2 separate regions of the Ovis aries genome follow, and region 2 is linked to region 1. The links are chromatin contacts, called in public Hi-C maps. All regions are on one chromosome and are shown on one strand. Each heading gives the region's core, a stretch centred on a gene start, on an enhancer-like site or on the middle of the called end of the contact. The rest is flanking DNA. Distances are from core to core; before and after follow the strand shown.

What was found. A called contact is a pair of places that touch in the nucleus more often than the background predicts.
Region 2: a Hi-C map of liver shows a contact between it and region 1, with 5 times the contacts expected there. The contact joins the promoter of SIK3 here to the enhancer-like site in region 1. A contact is called at or near these places in 14 of 16 Hi-C or Micro-C datasets (blood, hypothalamus, liver and 6 more).

The regions. Positions count from the first base shown.
Region 1 is chr15:27,274,219-27,280,220 of ARS-UI_Ramb_v3.0, forward strand. It overlaps SIK3 (SIK family kinase 3), which reads right to left. Exons shown (of 23, transcript XM_060399705.1): 7 at 2,650-2,768; 8 at 1,993-2,103; 9 at 1,629-1,772; 10 at 1,170-1,247; 11 at 622-731. Among named protein-coding and RNA genes, the nearest start is that of APOA1, 39 kb to the left of the region's middle. Within about 2 kb of position 2,528, at least 6 of the 54 cell types and tissues checked have an H3K27ac peak or open chromatin away from gene starts, as enhancers often do. A contact at or near this core is called in liver, where this site is marked.
Region 2 is chr15:27,506,403-27,511,943 of ARS-UI_Ramb_v3.0, forward strand. SIK3 (SIK family kinase 3) reads right to left here and starts at 4,156. Exons shown (of 23, transcript XM_060399705.1): 1 at 3,862-4,156. The coding sequence starts at 4,134.

The sequences.
Region 1 (6,002 bases), core at 1,278-3,777:
GCCAGAAAAGTGGCATGGCTATTTTTAATGGTGAGAATCTTCAAGTGTTGAACGAAAACCAAGAGAGCTGGCCTTCAGTCCATTCCTCCAGTGTGCAGGCAAGCAGGGGACACAACGAAGGGCTGTTCTGGGAAAACACTTTGGAAAACCGGTACTTACTCGGCATATTTTTGGACTTTTGTTCACATAATTTTTTTCACTGAATTTAATTTTTTACATCTATAAATTCTATCCTGCTGTTTGTCCTCACTTCTTAGATGAGTCTTCCATTAAAATATATGGCAAAAAATATCTCTAAAAGCTGTCAAACACAGATGCATTTCCAGGGGTACTTTTATGTGGCTTAGATCAAAAGACCTCAGTCTTTGCGGGAAAAGACATGCTACGCTCTTCACCAAAGTACTGTCATCGCCTGGCTCAATGGCGGCTTTCAGCCCACCCTCCACTAGTGACAGCTCTGTGATCCTCAAGTCCAATCAAGTCTGATCTACCAGGGAGCCTGAAGAGATTAACCACATGTTTTGGCCATTGTATCAGATCTCACCTGGGAGATACAAAGTAGGGAAAATGTGCCACGGGAGGAACTCAAAGTCAGATGGGAATTTTCTGCCAGACACTCACCGGGGGTCGGCCACGCCCACTGTGTGCCTCCTCATGGACAGATAGCGGACCAGCGCTTCAGGGGAAGGCTCTTCACCCTCGTCACTGTCCGCGTTCACCGCCCCGTCCGGCTGAGGTGAGGGAAGCACAAACAAATCAGAAACAAGAGGGAGTGAGAAACAAGAAGGAAGGAAAGGGGACTTCCCAGGTGGTCCAGTGGCTAAGACTCTGCCTGCCAGTGTAGGGCGCACGGGTTAGATCCCTGGTCCAGGAAGATCTCACGTGCTGCGGGGCAACTGAGCCCCGTGTGCCGCAACTTCCGAGCTCACACTCTAGAGCCCGTGCTCCGCAACAGAAGCCACCACAACCCGAAGCCCACCCACTGCTGTGAAGAGCACCCCCACTTGCCGCAACCAGAGAAAGCCAGAGAGGCAACGAAGACCCAGCATGGCCAAAAATAAACGGGGAAATGAATAAATAAAATATATAGAAGAAGTAATAAGGAAAGGCAATGAGGCTATGGGAAAGAAAGCAGGTTCAGCTGACAGCCACCAGGGGCTGCTACTTGCCTCCACGATTTGATTCTCTGGGTTGATGAGCTGCACCTGGGGGACGCTGATGTTCATAGCGGTACCAGCTTGCTCCGCCTGGAAAGCAGCACGCACACATACAGGCTTTTCAACACCAAAGGGAAATCATAGAGGCTTTCAAAACATTCTTGATGGCTAAAGTCTAGGCTTCTACTTCTGAGTTTTTGGTTCCTCTGCTCTTAGGAGCTACAGGGAAGTATTCTTTAGCAAAGACAGTCTCTCGCAATGATTTACGGTTTCTTTAAAAAAAAAAAAAAACTCAGCTATTGGTGCCCCTTCCAAGTGCTGGAACATTCTTCCACCCACTCTGTCAAAGAGAGGCTGAGTTCTTTGCTTGGCCTCTGAGAAAGGAAGAGATGGCAGCTGGGAGGTGACGGGTAAGGAACAGCAGGGACTTTCATACTAGTGCTGAATCTGGTCGCTGGAGTTATCACCCACCTGGAGGTTGACTGGCGCCTGGAAGGCCATGGTTCGGGGCATGCCAGGAGGTACTCCAACACGCAGGGTTTTATGTCTCTTATGCCGGTCACACAGCAGGCTGTAGATTGCACTATAGTGATCATAGGCATCTGATCTTAACGACTACCGAGAGAAAAGGGGAAAGAGCAAAAAACCCTGGTGAAACAGCATGTCAATGACCAAAACTCTTTTAAAAGTAACAGTAGAAGAGCAAAGTGCCTTCAAGGGGCAGAGCGAGAATGGGAGGAAAATAAAAGATCCAAGTTCCCAGGAAGAAGGGAACATGGGAAAGACAGGGCAGAGGGAACACAGCCCCCACCCCGGCCTCTGCTCACTTAGGTACCTGCAGTGTCCGCTCTTTGTCCAGTCCCATGTCTTCCATGGCTAAGAGGACATCCTCATTCAGAGGGTCCATCTGCCTTTCTTCCTTCAGCTGCTGGCATTCGGCTATTAACTGTAACAAAATAAGGCAAGCTATCAAACTCCCAATTAACTATGTCAAGATGGCAGATCATATATAATGAACAAGCTGTTCCATGCTCCCTAGCTTGTGATATTTTTGGCCTTAGATGAAGCCTAAGCAAGAAAGCCCTGGGTACTCAGCTAGGAGCAGACAAGATGGCTAGGCCACTGTTTTCCTGAGCTCCTGGGGTACCTGGGATGGCTACGATGATTTAAATAAAGGAACGCTGTGGAATCTGTTGGACTATGCACAGTGAGAGATAAGAGTAGGTGAACAATCCTGTGGGAAGAGGCTGTACTGTCCCAAGACGCGGGAAGGGATCCGGATGTGAGGACACGTGGTCAGGAGCTGGCAGCACTATTCTGCAACAGCTCAGCCAGTGAGGCTTCCTCCTTGCTGGCTTCACTTGCTTCAGGGTTACACAACAGCCTGCACCCAGGCCTGCCCTTCTAGGTCCTGGCCTGGTTACAATCTTACGCGAAAGGGCCTGCAGCAGCCCGAAGGGGCGTCCCCAGGGGTGAGTGGGAGCCCGCTCACCCTGTCGAAGTTGGGGTCCGCGTCCCCTAGCTTCATCCACTTGTGCTTGCAGATCTGCTCCATGGAGAGGCGCTTGTTGGGGTCCAACACCAGCATGTGGCGGATCAGGTGCTCACATTCTGCAAGAGACACGGAGCCGGCCGTCAGCGCCGCTGGGGGAGGCGCTGCGGGGGCAGAGGAACAGGGGCAGGGCGAGCAGGTGGATTTCCTAGCTCCTGGCTTCTCATCTGTTTCTCTCACTTCGTGATCCTTACCTCTGCCATGGCTTACTCCAGAAGGGACCAGGCAAAGGCAGGAAGAGGTGGAGGAGAGGGAAATTCAACTCTGGGCTGGGAGTGGAGGGAGTGGGGTCCTGGTTAATACCTTCACTAAAAGTCGGATTAGAAAAAAAATCTGGGGATAATCCCTGGATTTCATTTACTTATATTTTGTAGGGCCCCATTAGCTGCAATTAAGGAAGAGTTTCAGTGTCTGAAGCTATTCAGTGCCTTACAAGGTCCCCAAAATACAGTCAGCGCCTTCCTCCTCTCTGCATTCCGACGTGCACACTAACGCTTTCAGTGTAGGGTCCCAGGTGTGGGGAGAAGACAGGCATGGAGCCTCCCTACCACACACCCTAGGCCTTACTGATAATTTTCTCACGTTCACAGGGACATACAACTGAGCTCTGAGCTAAAGAGATTCAGACCAGAGAGGTGTTGAGCTCATGTCGCAGAATACACTGCAAAAAGAATGATGGCTCCGAAATCAAGATGCCTACATTCTGATTTCAAACCACCCTCTGTTTCTAAGTGTTCTCATCTGTAACTTGAGGGTACTGACGATGACGTGGGGGTAGCACGTGTGATGAAACTGAACCTAGACACTGATGATGATAAAACAGCAGTATGCAGACACTCTGCTGAATACTTCACACATATTTTGATCTCATTTAATCCTCATAGTAATCCTAGCAGGAAGAAACGATCATCATTCCCACTTTGGAGACGTTAAAATTAGGCACAGAGAAGTCAAAAAACTTGTTGAAGACCACTCAATAGGTTAGATTTCAAACCAGACAGTCTCTGTGGTTGGTGCTCTGAATCACACCCCATCTCACCCAGAACCCGCAGAACAAAGTCTGAAGTCCTCTGATCTCACCTCTGGCCACGCGCCCTCAGCTCCCTGAGCTCCAGCAGCACAGGCCATCTTTCTAGTCTGTGCATGTACTTATCACATTCCCACCAATGCCATTTACACTCACCGTATCCCTTAGTCAGGACGGCTGCTCCCCAACCCTCACGTGGCTGGCTCCTTGTCATTCAGGAAGGAACTTAAATGCCAACTTTCTCAGAAAGATCTCTCCTAGCCACCTCATCAACCTCAAGGAGGCGTCCAGTCATGCCCTATGACATCACACTAATTTCCTTCACACTAATGACTTCCTTGTGAAATCACCTTATTTATTTACTGCTTATTGTCTAACCCCCCGCCCCACGAGGCCTTTTTTATTGCTGTTTTCAGTATCAAACCTGCAATGCCAAAGATGATGATTATACCTAGTAGGAGTTGAATAAATAGCTGCTGAATATATGTGGATAAGTAAACATTTATTGAAACTAATCAAACAAGACTGTATGTGAGCAAATGCTTTTAAAAACTATAAAATTCTCCATAAGATACAAGGTTGTCTGTTTCCATTTTACTACAGCTGTCCTGAAAACAAAACAAAACAAAAACTGGCCAGGGATAGTAACAACATCAGTATTAAAGAGACTTTAATAAATGAAAAGACTTTTTATGTACAAGGCACTGTGCTTACCAACTTTATTTCATTTAATCTTAACAACACCCCTGTATTAGATACTGTCATCAGCCCCGTTTATAAAAGAATAAACAAGTTAACATGATCAACCATTGCTACGGTACAGCAGAGTAAGGACTTGAGAGTGATGCTCTTAGTTTATTTTCATGTGGATACCAATCGTCTGATGTGTTTTCCCTGAATAAATTCAACTCTGAAACCTCACAATTTCTGCACCATTTGGCAAACATCACTCTATGTCACCATCATGAAAGGAATACAAAGAGTAATTAAGACAAATTACTCAATTTTTAAATTTATTCTAACTTGGAAAAAAAAAAAAGCCTCTATATCAAAATGATTTCATGGCCGTCATCAATTTGTTCCAGCTTTATGATTAAAAGTATAATCAAATGCAGTACAGCGCTCAAAGTCTGTAGTTCCTATATTCCTATAAAATACATGCCATCTACAGCATTAAGCTTTTATGAAAATTATGTCTGCAGAGTAAGCAAGGCTAGAATCCACAGCTGCAGCATCTGTGTGGAAGACAAGTATCATCACCACATACCTTTATGGTCTGCAATTACCTGAGAGGAAAAAAATGTTCTTGATTTAGAAAGCTGCTAAAACTAAAGACCCGGGTGTACGGAGAAGGCCTGGGCCTGATTCCAAAGCTATGCAAGTATCGTTCAGACCACTAGATGGCACTCTAACTGCTCTGTTTTCTTTTGGTTTCCATGTAGTATCTAGTGCGTTAGTCCTGAATCAGATGACCGATGCTGAATGACGTTCAGTTATAGGCTTGCTTTAAAACGGAATTTTAAAGGTATTTTCTTAAAAACAAACAAAATTTAACACCACTGTAATAAGTCCTGAGTGGAAGATGTATCTGGTTCAATTTCAGGATCTTGAAATCTCTTTTCAGCCATCCTTAACTATTAGTTGGTTTCAGATGCCTTGAAAAATCTCCAGAAAAATGCAAACAAGAATTTGTACACAAAATTTTGCATCTACCTTTTAGTCCATGCGAGGAGCCCACAGACCCTGTGTCACAGATTCCCTAGGCCTCTACAGGTCCCAGGCTGAGGGGCCTGTGGACATCTTGCTGCAGTGGCAACAGCTGAAGGACACAAGGTCACATCTGTGCTCCTGACATGCTGTCCAGCAGCCGAAGGAGCAGAAACCTCACACCCTCCACATGCCGCACAGACATGTGCGCAGAATACGACAGAATGCAGAAAGCCAGGGCACTGTTACCAACTCATGCTCCTTAAGCATTCCATATAGCTCAGGAAAGGATGTTCAAACTATTAAGGCACCATTCTACATGAAACATGGAAAGAGGGTGAAAGCAAAGGGAATAAATGCTCTCAGACCCAATAACACAACCAACCACTGGACAGTCCATTAAAGTGAATGGAAAGAAAACAGGGCCCCAGATCAAAGAAGACAAACACCAACTTGCCCAGATGCCAGAGAAAACTGTATTTTAATGTCAAAAAGGGCCCCATCGCTTGCTCCTCCTCCAAGGGCAGCCTTTGCTACTGAACGGAATGGAAGCAGTGCA
Region 2 (5,541 bases), core at 2,906-5,405, 230 kb after region 1:
AACCTACCAGGCTCCTCCAACCATGGGATTCTCCAGGCAAGAATACTGGAGTGGGTTGTCATTTCCTTCTCCAGGGGATCTTCCTGACCCAGGGATGGAACCCGGGTCTCCCACCTTGCAGGCAGATGCTTTAACCTCTGCGCCACCAGGGAAGCCCATTAAGTAGCAGAAGATCCAAACCCAGCCAGTCCCATCCAAAGCTCAAGTTCTTCCCACAAACCAATAAACACGCAAGTGATGTACACTTATTAAAATGCAGTTTTAAAGTATCTGACCAATGGCTTTTATAGTCATGAATACTTTCTTTTTAATGCATACAAAATATACCTACTCTTTGTTCCCATTCATCCAGCCAGTGAAGGTATAATTAGGCACAGGCAACCCACTATAAACAACTGACAGTAGAAAGTCTTTTTTTTTTTAATCTTCTAAATATTTCATAGTGTCCTACCAAAAGAAGAGGACCGGAGAATCTCAAACCGAGGCTCCTCCACAAAAGGGAACTCAAAGAAGGTGGGACAAAGACAGCCAGGGTGAGCTGCTGACCAAAGTATGTCACAGACGCACATTCTCTCCTGGTAACGGCTCTGCAGTGGCGCTGTAAGCACTGCAGTGCTGCCAATATTAAGTCTGAGCTCATGAATGCCGTGCTGCAAAAGTCACCAACAACAGGACAGGAAAATATTTCCCGTTCTCTACTTGTTTTATTCATCCCAGGGTCCTGATCTAGGAGGTTAGAGAGTTAACAAAATTTGGGAAAGGGCCAGCTTTACCACTTATTGTTGGACGGAGCATGGTAGCTTGGTCAAAAAATAAAGTTTACTTTAGCCTCTTAGTCTGTGGAAGAGGTAGTGTGTGTAAGAAAAGATGACCATAAATATTTCTCTAATGTTCAGAAAACACCTACTACCTAACCTCTTTCAACCAACACAAATATCATCTGAATTACCTGAGTCTGATGGTTATACGAAAAACCCAGACCATTCAGTGGCTGACAGGGAGCATAAAGGGAAAAAAAAAAAAAAAAATCACATACCTCTAAAGACAAAATGAACAAATGAACAAAAAGATACATTCTGAAAACAGAAGAGGGAAAAAAAATAGGTGAAAATAGGTGACTCTCTTTGGTCCCAAGTTACCTGACTGCAGAAGTAAGATAGACGCTGCAGTGCACAGGAGAAAATCTCTCTACCTGAGTAACTGAACAGCAGCTTCTGCAGCTGCCAATACCCAGGCACCTTCCTCGCCATTATATAACCCAACCCTGGCCTTAATAGGCCATCACACCGTATGTCAACAGTTGTTAGACACATCTGAGCTGCAAGCATCTGAGAAACCTTTCCAAAGTGGACTCAGATAAGCAAGAAGCAGGCCAAAATATGTTCATCATTTACCCAGAGCACATGACAACTCCTTGTGAATTAAGCTTCACGAGTGTCGGCAGAGTAATTTAAGCAGCGAAAGAGAGGGTGCCTGTAACTAGGAAATTGCACACTGCTACAGAAACACAAATGAGTGCTGGTGTGGTCCCGTCACACATGCAACTCATTGTCCAAGCCATTTCAGCCTCATTCAAGATTTTGAATATTTCCATACATAGGAATTGCATAACTGCTGACCACAAATGATCAAAGATAAAAACCAACATAAACAGTGACACCCGTTTATAAACAAGCTGATGTTTAAAATGCTGCAGTCCTAAAGGATACCAACAACTTAGAGAAAAACTTAGACACACACACACACTGGAAAATTAGAAAGCGGGCAGACCAGCCATAATTAGCCACCGGCTTTGCTGACTACTGAAGATAGAAATGTCTCCATTATGTATAAAGCCAAGAATCAACTGTTTGCAATTACATTTACAAAAACATTGAACCCTCTGTCCCAGATTTTTTTAATCATTATTTTGGTGTATCCAAGGGCTGGGCGATACAGAATTCTTTAAATCATAGATACCATAAACCAGGCAGCCAATTAAGTTCACAGAGTCCATCCCCCAGAGGTCAGAGCAAAATAATCACAGAAGCCCAAGTGATTACTTAGGTGGGAGGGGGAGGGTGTGGAAAGGGAAATACCAAAACAAGGAATGAGGCTGGAACAATTAGAGCTGTTTGTAAACATAAATTTGTCTGGGCTAACTGTAAACACAATAGGAAACACTCGGAGGGACAGGGATGCACCAGAGTCTTAGTTCAGCCTACTCCGTGTCAGGGTCTGAGGGTATCATCAGGAAACCTTGGACTCTGGTATCTCATTCAGCTCAGACCTGCAGACTTGAGGCCCTCTGATAAAAACTGGAGAAAAAAAAAAAAAGGCTGAAGGGGGCCCCCCCAAGAGGAAGTGAAACTGACCAATCAATTTTCCACAGCCACCCACCCACCCCACAACCCTGGTAAGAAGGGCCCTTTAGAGTCTGACAGAAAAGAGGGAAAAAGGAACTTCGGGTAGTGAGAGGGAGAGAAGGCAGAGATAAGTCACTGCCTTCTGAAAATAAGAGATTGCCATACAAGCGAAAACAAGGACCAAAGACTGGGCTGAGGAGGTGAGGGGAATTGATGTGGCTTTGGTAGGAAGCAGCAGCAGCTGTAAGGGTTCTTCATCGAGCTGAGGGAAACACAAATTGCAGTTTTAAATATAATGAATGACTTCACCGAAAGTGTTCATTCAAGTGAGAGATGGAGCAAAGAAAGAAATCTGAAGTATAAATGGGTTCTGGGAGTCCTATCCAAACCAAGCAGTTCCTCCTGGTGTCTTCGATGTCAAGACTCCCAATGAAGAAGGCCACAGGAAAGAACTAACCGTATTTCCTCCAAAAACGAATTTTGTAGGTAAAATTTTAAACGTGTACGATATGGCTTCCTAATTGACCTTGCCAATTTCACCACCACTGCTCCACAAATCCCTTGGGAACCAAAGGGCCCAATGAGTGTCCAGATTCTTCACACACCTCCCCAGTCTCCAGGCCCCCTCCTCACCAATGACAGCCCACCCTGGGTTCTGTAAACTGTATGGTTCTGGACCCTCCAACAACTAAATATAACCAGCAATCCAGCTCTCCCAAATTGTTTAACCCCTGATTACCTAGGGCCAACACAAAGCAGGGGTACCCCTGGGTCTCTGTTCCCTGACGCCTTTCCTGTGGAAAAGCAAAGTAATTTTTTTCCTCCTTAATTTCCCCATTTTTTTCATCGCCTCCTCCAATAATCTTGTCTGTCCTCTGTCTCTCATTCCCACCATTTAGAAGTCTTGGGAGACCAAATGCTGACTGGTGCTGCTGTCATAAGGTACCAGGTCCCTCATACCTCGCAGTACCTTGTACCCCCTCTCAAGACCCCAGCCATCCTTCTTCCCCTCAAAAGCCCACCTGTGTCAGTTTCACCCTTGTTTCCCCCATCCTCCTGGTCCACGTTTCCTATCCCCCTGCCCTCATTCCCGCAGGATTTCCTAATTTCTGGTTTCGAAGGCTTTTTAGCTTACTGTCTCCTGGCTCCGGGAGAGTTCCAAATGTCTTCTTTCTCATCACCCCTGCTACGACCCTCCGCACAGCCCGGGGAGCCCCCCGCCCATCCCCGGCTCCCTAGTTCCCCAGGTCCCGGCGCTCGGTGGCTGCTCTGCGCCTCCTCCGCTGTGCAGTTACCCTCTCCCGGGCCCCCCGGTGCCCCCCGCCTCCTGCTCTCCCTCTCCTCACTCTTGCCCGATAACCCCCTACCCGCTTCCCCGGTCCCCAACGCACTCCCGAGCCCCGCTCGCGGCGCCGACCCCTCCACCTCGGTGTCGCGGGGCTCCCTTTCCCCCGCCACACTCGGACGGTCCCGGGCCGCGCAGCCCCGCCGCCCCCCGGTCCCGCCGCGCCACTACCTTGGCCTTAGTGACGAGGTGCGTGGCCCGCTTGACCACCGCGAAGTTGCCCTTGCCGATGGTGCGGTCGATCTCGTAGTAGCCGATGCGGGCAGGCACCGGCCCGCGGGAGGCCGGGGCTGGGGGACGCGGCGGGCCAGCCGCCGGGGGGACAGCAGCGGGGGCGGCCGGGGGTCCCGGGGCGGGCGGAGGCAGCAGGCGGCCGGCCGGCCCGGCTCCCCCCGCTCCGGCCCCGGCAGCCCCGCCAGCTCCGCTCGCCGCCGCCGCCGCCATCTTGTTGTGCAGTGAAACCTCCGGGGCCGCGGGGAGCCGGCCGGGGGGGGAGAGGGGGCGGGGGGGGGCGGGAAAAGAGGTGGGGGGGCGGCGGACGTCACTCCAGGAGGCGGAGCGCCCGCGCCGCCGGGGCCGGGAGCCATGGCAACCTGTCGTCACGTGCCGACGCGCGTCACTGCCCGGAGCCATAGCAACCATGACCTCACCGGCTAGCTCGACCTTCCCGCGTGGGCCGGGTTCCTCCCGCGCCGGCTCCCGGGTGCCCCCCTCCGGGGAGGAGACAGTGGGTACCGCAAGTGTGCCAGCCAGTTCCAAGCCATTGCAGCGTTGCCCAAGTCGGGGGGTGCTTGTGCCTGACCCAAAACCTGCCCTCGATCCTCCCAGGAACTGCTAATGTCACCCCCTACTGTGACCTCTGTCCCAGTTCGGCAGTCACCCAGCCTCCTTTAAAGCAAAGTATTTCCTCCTCATCAAAAATATTAGCACTGTCCCACTTTAGCCCTTGAGGCCCCAAAGGCAGGAACAGCTACACTACTGAAGCTACTGTAACCAAGTCGGTAGCGAGGCAAGGGAATTCTTCAGTAAAATTCCTTCCTCTTACAACCTGGTACAACCAATCTAATTGTCACCGAATGTAGAAAATAGGGAAAGTAAGATTTGCGTGTCCAAGGGCGGAGAAACCAGCCCAAACACGCATTTCAGTCATTGGGTGGGTGAGGGCCAGAGCAGGGACGTCATTTTCCTTCCTCCCACCCCTTCTCTGAACAATTCTATAGCTAGATCATTGTCAAAAAGTGCCTGCATCCTATTTCTGTCACTTGTAAAACCCTGGTGAAGCAATGTGCGCATTGTCCAGTGAGTCACCTCATGGTTAAGGACGATCGGTCTGTTGGGCAAAATAAATAAGTAAATAATAAAATAAAAATTCCACCCCTACCAGCGACTCTCCAAGGACATTAAAGGTGATCAAATCAAATTCCAACAATAAATCTCACATCCCTTTTCTCTTCTCTGTTATCTGCTTTTCTGCATCCTCCGGAGCCCTCACCAGCTCCCCCCTCCTTTCTCTCCTCCCTCTATTAAGTAGATTGGCTTTAGCAGCTTCAGGTAAGGCTGGGGAGAGGTAGGCTACTTGGCTATCAATAACAAGATGTTCTGGGCAGGCAAGGGCTTCCTCAGTGGTTCAGGGGTAAAGAATCTGCCTGCAAAGCAGGAGACTTGGGAGATATGGTTCGATCCTTGGATAGGGAAGATCCCCTGGAGAAGGAAATGGCAACCTATTTCAGTATTCTTGCCTGGGAAATCCTGTGGACAGAGGAGCTTGGTGGGCTATATTCAAAGGATCACAAAAAGTCGGACACAGCCGAGCTTGCACACATACTGGCGTGGCAAGTGGGGAGGAGAAAA